Linked DNA regions of Zea mays: region 2 is linked to region 1. The links are chromatin contacts, called in public Hi-C maps. All regions are on one chromosome and are shown on one strand. The core of a region is the stretch at or near the end of the contact, and the rest is flanking DNA. Distances in the headings are between cores, read along the strand shown.

The links. A called contact is a pair of places that touch in the nucleus more often than the background predicts.
Region 2: a Hi-C map of leaf shows a contact between it and region 1, with 4 times the contacts expected there. The contact joins the promoter of LOC100382446 here to the promoter of LOC541772 in region 1. A contact is called at or near these places in 2 of 25 Hi-C or Micro-C datasets (ear and leaf).

The regions. Positions count from the first base shown.
Region 1 is chr5:8,540,814-8,545,093 of Zm-B73-REFERENCE-NAM-5.0, reverse strand. It overlaps LOC541772, which reads left to right and starts at 2,825. Exons shown (of 21, transcript NM_001348117.1): 1 at 2,825-3,112. The coding sequence starts at 2,891.
Region 2 is chr5:8,791,062-8,795,791 of Zm-B73-REFERENCE-NAM-5.0, reverse strand. It overlaps LOC100382446, which reads left to right and starts at 2,763. Exons shown (of 9, transcript NM_001150720.3): 1 at 2,763-3,052; 2 at 3,147-3,263; 3 at 4,392-4,496; 4 at 4,587-4,691. The coding sequence starts at 2,813.

The DNA.
Region 1 (4,280 bases), core at 1,576-4,075:
ATTTTTGGATAGTACTTGCTATTGCTTTATGTGGATTTGGGTATGAAGATACTTTATTCATAATTACACTTTTATTATCTTTTTATTATTACTGCTCATGTTAAGATCATTATGTTAATGGGAACATGGAGCGACCACCCGGGAAAACAGTGCTACCACAAGGGTATAGTGGGACGCCCTTGGTTGATTAACTAGGAAAGCTAGTGGATGTCTTTCTTACCTGAAAGGGGCAAGGGCAGTAGGGGAGTGGTCAGTGTAGGGAGGTCCTTGGGTTGATTTTGCTGCGATGGCGGTCAGGCGAGGGATTCCTGCACTGGAGCTTCCTATAAACTGTAGCGGGATTTCTGAAGCTAGTGGAACTTTGTAAAGGCCTCGTAGTGTTACCCTGCCTCGCCTCCTCGGTAGAGGTGTATGAGATTGACCGCCTCTTGGCAGATGGGTAACATGACTTGTGGATAAAGATGCGCAACCTCTGCAGAGTGTAAAACTGGTATACTAGCCGTGCTCACGGTCATGAGCAGCTCGGACCCTCACATGATTAATTTATGGAACTTAAATTTAATTTGACATTTGCATCGCATTTGGGATTATTTTATTATTACTTTTCTTTATTAAGGTTTGATATTTACTTACACTTAGTAATTACTAATAAAATTTTGACCAACTTATAAAACCAATGCTCAACTTCAGCCTCTATTTTGTTAATCAGCCTTACACTTCACATGAACTCCCACCTTTGGTGAGTTCATGCACATTATTCCCCACGACTTGTTGAGTTATGAACGTATGTGAGCTCACTCTTGCTGTCTCACACCCCCACAGGAGAAGAACAGGTGGTCGAAGAGGAGCCGCCTAACACTGAGGCTTTCGACTTGATCTAGGTGGCGTCCCCCAGTCAGCTTTCTAGCGCCAATGATAGATTTTAGATCATGCGATATTTATCTCTTATTTTGTAAGACTTCCGCTATGTAATAAAGTACTCTGATTATATTGTGACATTTATCTTTATACACTCTGTTATTATATATGTTGTCTCCTTTGGCGCATGTATGAGATGCACCCGGCTTTGTTCCTTAAAGCCCGAGTGTGACAAGCAGCTTCTCCAAAGTCTGTGGAGGCTTTCTAGCAAAATATTGGGCAGTAGGTCTTGGACGAAGCCCCTTGATCATGGCCTCAATGACAATTTCATTGGGCACTGTAGGCGCTTGTGCTCTCAGGCGCAAGAACCTTCAGACATATGCTTGGAGATACTCCTTGTGGTCTTGCGTGCATTGAAACAAAGCTTGAGCTGTAACTGGCTTCGTCTGAAAGCTCTGGAAACTTGTTACCAGCATATCCTTAAGCTTCTGCCATGAAGTAATAGTTCATGGCCGAAGAGAGGAATACCACGTTTGGGCCACATTCTTGACTGCCATGACGAAAGACTTGGTCATGACAGCTGCATTGCCTCCGTATGAAGATATAATTGCTTCGTAGCTCATCAAAAACTGCTTCGGGTCTGAATGCCCATCATACATCGGAAGCTGAGGTGGCTTATACGATGGGGGCCATGAGATAGCCTGCAGTTCTGTTGCCAAGGGAGAAGCATCGTCAAAAGTAAAGGTACCACGATTAAAATCATCATACCATCCATCATCATCGAACAAGCCTTCTTGATGAAGCTCCCTGTGTTGGGGCCTTCGTTCTTGCTCATCTTGAACAAGATGGCGTACTTCTTCAATGGCTTCGTCAATCTGCCTCTGAAGGTCGGCTAGTTGGGCCATCTTCTCCTTCTTCCTTTGTACTTGTTGATGAAGCATCTCCGTGTTTCTGATTTCTTGGTCCAACTCGTCCTCCTGTGGTGTTGGACTAGTGGCTTTCCTCTTCTGACTTCGGGCCTCTCGAAGAGAAAGGGTTTCTTGATTTGGGTCCAGCGGCAGTAGTGCCGCAGCCCCTGTCACTGAAGCTTTCTTCGGTGGCATGAGGAAGGTCAATGCTTGCCGAAGGTGGTCGAAAAGGATTCACCGGAGGTGGGCGCCAATGTTGGGGACTTGTTTTCAAATGCTATGATTTAAGAACAAGGCAACACAAAAAATAGGTTAATGGTTAATGCCCTTCGTCCTTCGAAGCATTATTTCGCTAAGGATATAACGATCTTCGGACGAAGGTTATGAAGGACATACCTTCGTCATCACAATATGCACTAACGAAAGAAGAAGCGTATAAAGCATGAGAAATAACATGAACAATTATATATTAACATTAGCTCATTTCTATTTTATTATCATGAAAAAATAGAAATGATGTTAAATTACAAATGTACCTTCGGTTTGAAAGAAGGTAAAAGTACAAGCGTGACGCAAAGGCAAAATGACAAGTCAGCGTGAACAGTACGGGACACTGTTCATCTATTTATAGACACGGGACGCAGCCCATGTAAAATTACACTTATGCCCTTTACATTTGCTAATGACCGTATAGTAATCCATCGAGGTCTGAATAGTCTTTTCCCTTTTAAGTCGGTTCCCCTTTCTGATATCACGCCGAAGGTCCCCTGCGCATAGCTTCAGCTCTGCGCCAACCTTTGTACTTCTTCATGTTGTGGTTCTGATCCGAGTCCGAAGATACCTGTTCATGTATTATACTCTAGAAACGTTGTTAAATTATGTTTTTGAGGACCTTCGGAAGACGAAGGCCTCCAACAATTGAAAAGATAGAAAGTGTAAATAACTCTATAAATGATAATTTAGATAGTGAAATTTAGACGTAGCTTGAGATGCTCTTAACCTCTCTTTACGCTTGGAAAGGAAACTTTCCAAAACACCCCTTGGCATTCTCCATCTCCACTCCCACAGCCTCTCTGGTCTCTCCGGCGCCTCGACTGCGAGACCCACCGCGACGCCCCACCGATATGGCGACAGCCGGTGGCGCCGCACCGGCGGCAATGGACGAGAAGGCGCGGCGCACGCGCGACCTCCTTGCTAGCTTCTACAACACCGACCCGTCCGCGGCCGCCGGGGGTGCCGCGGCCCCCGCGTTCCTGGCGCGCCCGTCCCCTACCGCCGCGCCCGCATCGCCCCTCGACTCAATCAACTCCACCTCCTTCGATCCCGACATCTACATGAATGTCCTGGTTCGTGCTTGTGTCTGATCCCCACTTCCTCCATCTTCCTGGTCTCTCAGATCCAGCTCCCTGCTTCTCGGTCGGATAGTATAGTTGGTCTGGACTAATCCCTGAATTTATTAGACTCTTTCTGGAATTGATCTGATTAGTGCACACCACATTTGTGTCGAGATCAACCGAGCCAAATTGTCATATCCTATGATGCTGTTTACTTATTTATGTATTCAAACACAGTCGGTTGTGGAATTTGTGTATATGCTGCTAAAATTTCTGATGTGCGTAACTCATGAAGTTGAGTTTTGATGAAATTTGTTCCTGTATCTTGTGATTATAAATGTAACTTATGTATTTAAACACAGCCAGTTCTGAAATTTGTGTATATGCTGCTAAAATTTCTGATGTGTGTAGATCACGGAGTTGAGTTTTGATGAAATTTGTTCCAGTATATCGTGATTATAAATTTTATTGTGCTCAGGAAATAGAACCCTCAAGAGACGATATCTGAAGCAGAGAGCTACATAATTCTATCAGTTTTTACATAGCTAGCTTGCTGCATCACTACACTGTTGAATTTTCCATGCAAGTCTATTTTTTTAACTAAGTCCTCAATCAAATTTATTTTAACTAGACTGTGTTCAAAAAATTATTTTAACTAGGAGCATTCCCATGCTGCATAAGTATCCTTGGAGTTTGAGATCTTGACACATGACTGATATTTATCAGAAAGATTAAATTTATTGCCATGCTACTTATGTAGTTAGAGTTAGACTACTTGTTACAGTAGCATTACCTTTTTATAGTTTCAGTTTCAGTTTACTCATATAGTTTGCTTATGCTACATAATTAACACTGGTATTACCTTTTTATATTGTCACTTTTCTGTTACGTAGCTTACTGGCATTCAGATAATATGAAATTTAGCATGACCTACCACTCAAATGACCTTTTATGCATATATTTGTTGCGTGGCTTGCCATTTTCACTTGAATGGCTTGAGTTATTCACACTGTTCCATACTTGGATTGCTGCAAATGGTTTTATAAGAAAGTTGAAATGGGTTTGACCCTTTTTCTGTATGGACCTGGGATATTTTTGGTTTGTGCTTTCAACTAACCTTGTTAAATGATTGGCTAGCTGGAACTTTGTTCAATTTTTTTTTCCTAATTACCGCTGACTT
Region 2 (4,730 bases), core at 1,514-4,013, 250 kb before region 1:
ATCCATGGATTCAGTACCAACAAAATCATTGGAGTACCTCTGTTTTATCAGTAACGAGTGAATATGGAAATTCACAACGATTATATGGTGAACTCGTGTTTCTTTTTCTAATGCAAGGAAAACTGTAAGGTCTTTATTTTTCCCTTGTCAGTATTTACGAACAAACAACCATTACAAACGAATATAAAAATGTATTGTTTTGTTCTACAAATGCTTACCGACAGTTTGAACAATGAAGATCAATGTGTTTTGTATTATTCTTTGAAATTGTTTCTGTTACTGATTAGTTAATGTCTATAATACTTTGATGGTTATGTCTTCATCCATATTAATTTGTTTGATATTATTGAATACGAATGAATTAATACTATTTCTAATAAGACTCGATTACCTAATGCATGTTTATTAATACTTTTAAGCTTAATAATTTAATCCCAACTACACGTATGGGTTTTCTGTTGGAAAACTAAAAATAAAATAAAATGAGTGGTAGTTACGAGGAAATGTATATTTTATTGGGATGGTCCTACGGAGGGCGAATATATAAGGAGAGCGATATTGCTGATGTGGCACGAAAGTGGGATATAGAGGGCGGAATTTAGGGAGGGCACTCAAGACAATCTAAGGCTATCTACAGCAACATCCTCTAAATTTCATCCCATAAATAAATATTTTCAGTCCTTTATAGTTCTCTCTAAAATATTTTATCCTCTACATTTTTAACATCTCTAGCAGCGTCCTCTAAATTACATCCTCTATATCAACAGAATCAATGTTTTGGGCCATAAATGGGTCGTTGTGGGTTTGCTCGTCGTTGACCTACCATATTTCTTCTCACCAAATAGTAGGTAGCCCCAGTCTTGGATCATATCCTCCTCTGCACATGGTCGTCGAACCCTTCCCTAATCTGCGCCCATGGCTAGCAACGCCCCTCCCGGATTCGTGTCTGCTCTGTTCTTGCCCCATCCTAGATGTGAATCGCGTGGCCATCATCACTCAGTCCTAGCTCTGAGCCCGTGGCCAGCGTCGCCTCCATCGAGCTCAACATTCTTCACCGGATGTGGTTGCGTCGTGTGATGGAGGTCGACATCACCGTGCTTGGAGACGTCACGGGCAATGCCACCTCCATTTCTGCACTCGATCTCCGACTCCCAAGTATCTGCTCGATCTCCTCTCTTTCCTCGCTCTAGCCCTTCTTTTACAACTTTTTGGTGTCGTCAGCGTTGCGGCTGAACCAAGTTGCTCCACATCAGCAGTGTTGTTGCTTTGACCTCCAGAAGCTTCCAAGGCAGCGCAGGAGAGAACAGGAGGAGGCGGCGCGCGTGTGAACAGTTGATAGCGAGCGGTCGCCACTCCGCCAAATGTTGCAAACCAGGAATGCATGCTATATTTTAGCAGAAGTTTTAGCGTTTCTTGTTGGAGCTATACTAGACATGTAAAACCTCTATATTTAGGGTACATGATGTTTATAGTCACTTGTTGGAGACAACCTAAGGCTACCTGCAGCGGTACTGCGAGGTGTCCCCACCACTTCTTTAGCGGCTACAGGAGCACGCTACACGCCACAACGGTGCCCCATATGGTGCATGTCAAATCGCGGTAGGCTTCTCTCTCTCCCTCCAGATGAAGTTGGGCTCTACCAAGCGGTCGCCAACTTCGCTCTGTCTCCCGCGTTCATGTCGAGGTTGGCAACGAATGTATTCGGGCAACGCTCGAGGCGACGATAGTCTCCCCCACCGCTCGGACCTTCCAAGGAGTTCCTGGAGCATAGTGTCTTCATCCCACATCACTATTGTCATCCTAGATCCTCACTAGCTTCCGCTTCTTCCCTCAGTCACCCTCGGCACGTAATGACGGCGACGCTGATACTTGGGCGCTCAGCAATGGCAGGGCAGTCCTAGACTCCACGTATGCCTCAGTGGCTCTCCCACACTTGTCTTGCCAACCGCCTCACGCCTTTGCCTCTGGTCATCCGCACATCGGCCGACGACTCTACGTGTCGTCCTCCTGCTCCCCTCCTCCCACTGGTGGACCATCAACCGCGCCCGGCTCTAGCGTCTGCACTATGCGCCACATGCAATCGTTGGGTAGCAGAAGCTAGCAGCCCGCTTTGAATGACCTAGATCATATGAAGAAGATGCCCCAGATGCTACTCGACTACAAGGTTTATGTTTCTCAGGTGACTAAATACATGATGTGCTGATGTTAGCGATTCTTGTGTGGAAGTGAAATCTTGCCAATTTGAAGCGAGTATGGTTTAGGTGTATTTTTACTGGATTTAGGGTGAAGGTTAGTTTGTATTCTTTTTTATTCTGCAAATACACATTGACAACCTAATGACTTTCTATTGTTTTAATATCCAACCAATAAACGTTATGTCGAAGAAAACTTTTTTAATCTGTTATGATATGTATCATATTTGTGACCTCTTGTTTCCATTTCCCCTTGGATTCTTATAACACACATTTAGATATAAATTATCATGGTATTATATGTTTCCGTTGGAACGCACGGACACTTACCTAGTTATTTGTGAAAAATAAAGCAGGGCAACCTATCTTTCTAAAAAAGAAACGAATGAAAAGAGTGCTCACAAACAAATATGGCCCACTGTCATTGGGACAGTATCAGCATTGTTCACCTTGGCCGTCCAGATACCATCGGGCAGTCAAGAACAGATGAACGGTGATAGTTGTGATTCCCAGTAGGAACCCTCTTATCCGTTCTCGTCTCCTGTCCCGGACTCCCGGGACCGGGGAGGCCGGGATCGAGAAGGGCAACGAGCGCGTCCCGTGCTCGCCGCTCCTCGCCGATGGCGTCCTCCACTCTGCCAGCCTACCCCTTCCGTATGTCTCTTCCCGGACTACGAGCCCCGGACCCTGCTAAGGTTAAGCACGTATCCGTTCGAGCCCCCGCTCGCCGTCTTCCCGTTGCAGCCTCCGCGGCACCATCAGGCGCCGCGGCGGCGGCGGCGAGGGAGCGCAGGCGTTTCCTGGAGAGCTACGGGCTCAACCCAAACGACTTCGAGGAAGATGCAGAGGAGAATCCGAGGGTCTACTCCAATTATTCTGAACTTATTCGTAATGATTGTCGCTGCGAATTGGTGTGATTTTGAGTGGTATGCTTTCTCTTTTCATTTTTTGCAGGAAGAGAGAAAGGACAGGCGGAGACGTCGGCAGTCGGGGAGAGGGGAGCAAACTGCGGAAGCGGCAGTGACTCCAGCGAAGGTGGAGGAGCCTCGGGAGACTCACAAAATGCTCCAGGTTTGGGCAGAAACTGTTCCTTTGTTTTGGGTCGTGCACTGTCAGCAGTTGTATCAATCAGTACTTCAGAATCACACAAGAATATGATTCAATTTGTTGAACTGTGTGCTAAGTTGGACTTGCATTTCTGCCGCAACCATTTGCATGCAGCGTCCGTTGATTCATTAACATGCAAGGGGCTTCGCTTTTAGACCCAAAACTGAAGCTCAGTGCGTAGAGCATGTAGTTTTGAGTCCCCTATTTGTTTAAATAGTACTTGTGGATTAAGGTAGTTCGTTTGCCTATTTGTTATATCCATTTGTACGCAACCTGCACTAATTCATCTAGTTGGAAGGGGTTTTGCTTTTGGACCTGATACATCTGAAGATCAGCGTGTATTTGTTGTAGTTCAGTGTCCCACAAGAGCTATGTAATTGATCACTTGTTTGTTTTAATGGTGCTAGCGACCTGGATTAAGCTTTAGAGAAATCTTAAAGCTGTTTCATGTGTATGCTACGGTTTGATTGATAGACTGTGGGTAAATGGTAATATTGATTAGTATCTCTTTATTTCACTAGCATATGTTGCTCCTTTCTTTAAGAAAATAATACTAGCATATTTGATCTGGTAACAGTGATGCACCTTTGCACCTATCATATTTAAGCCAGTAAAGCCATACAAAATGTTGAGCTTGATGCAGACATGTATTGGCCTGTACACTTATATTATATTTATGTATGTGGCTGAAGAAAGCAGTTTCTCTCCCATCTCATTCTGTGAATTGTGTACAAAGTTGCGGCTTCTGAGAAAAAGGTTCTTGTTTCAGTTTTCTTTTTCAACAAACTTGAAATGATTTTCCAAATAAAAAAGATCTGTTTGTTGCTCGGTGCTACTTATATGCATGCATATCTAACAGTAACCTGTAACGCCAGATTTGTGGGGCAACATTTTTATTGTCTAAAGAAGTAAACAGGTTTATGTGCTGGAATCATTTTTTAATTGTGAGATTTGGTGCATATACTTTCCACACAAAAAAAAAAACGTCACTGGTTTACATGATTTTCTAAGAATTATAACTAGCATAGAGGCTAAGTGGTTATTTTGAAACGAGCTACTTTTGGGTACTCAAAGTCTCTATGTTTCTTTCAGGTGCTAGGTGGAAAAGTCCGCAGAAGGAAATTACTTTCACCCAAAGATAGGAATGTCCGTCCAATGATGGAAGTTGTCCGAGGAGCAGCCTTTGACATTTTACAGGTATCCATCTATCGGTTGATGCCACTTTAATCATTGTTCCCCTTTTGATTTACTCATAGACCTTCCTTGATTCATGACCATACCTTGCAGTCAGCTGGTGGTTCTCCTGCTTCACTCAGACCGGGTCGGTGGCTAGACTTGTATAGTGGTACTGGATCCGTTGGAATTGAAGCTATGAGCCGAGGATGTTCAGAGGTTGTCCAAAAATTCATACTGAAACTTCAGTCATGATAG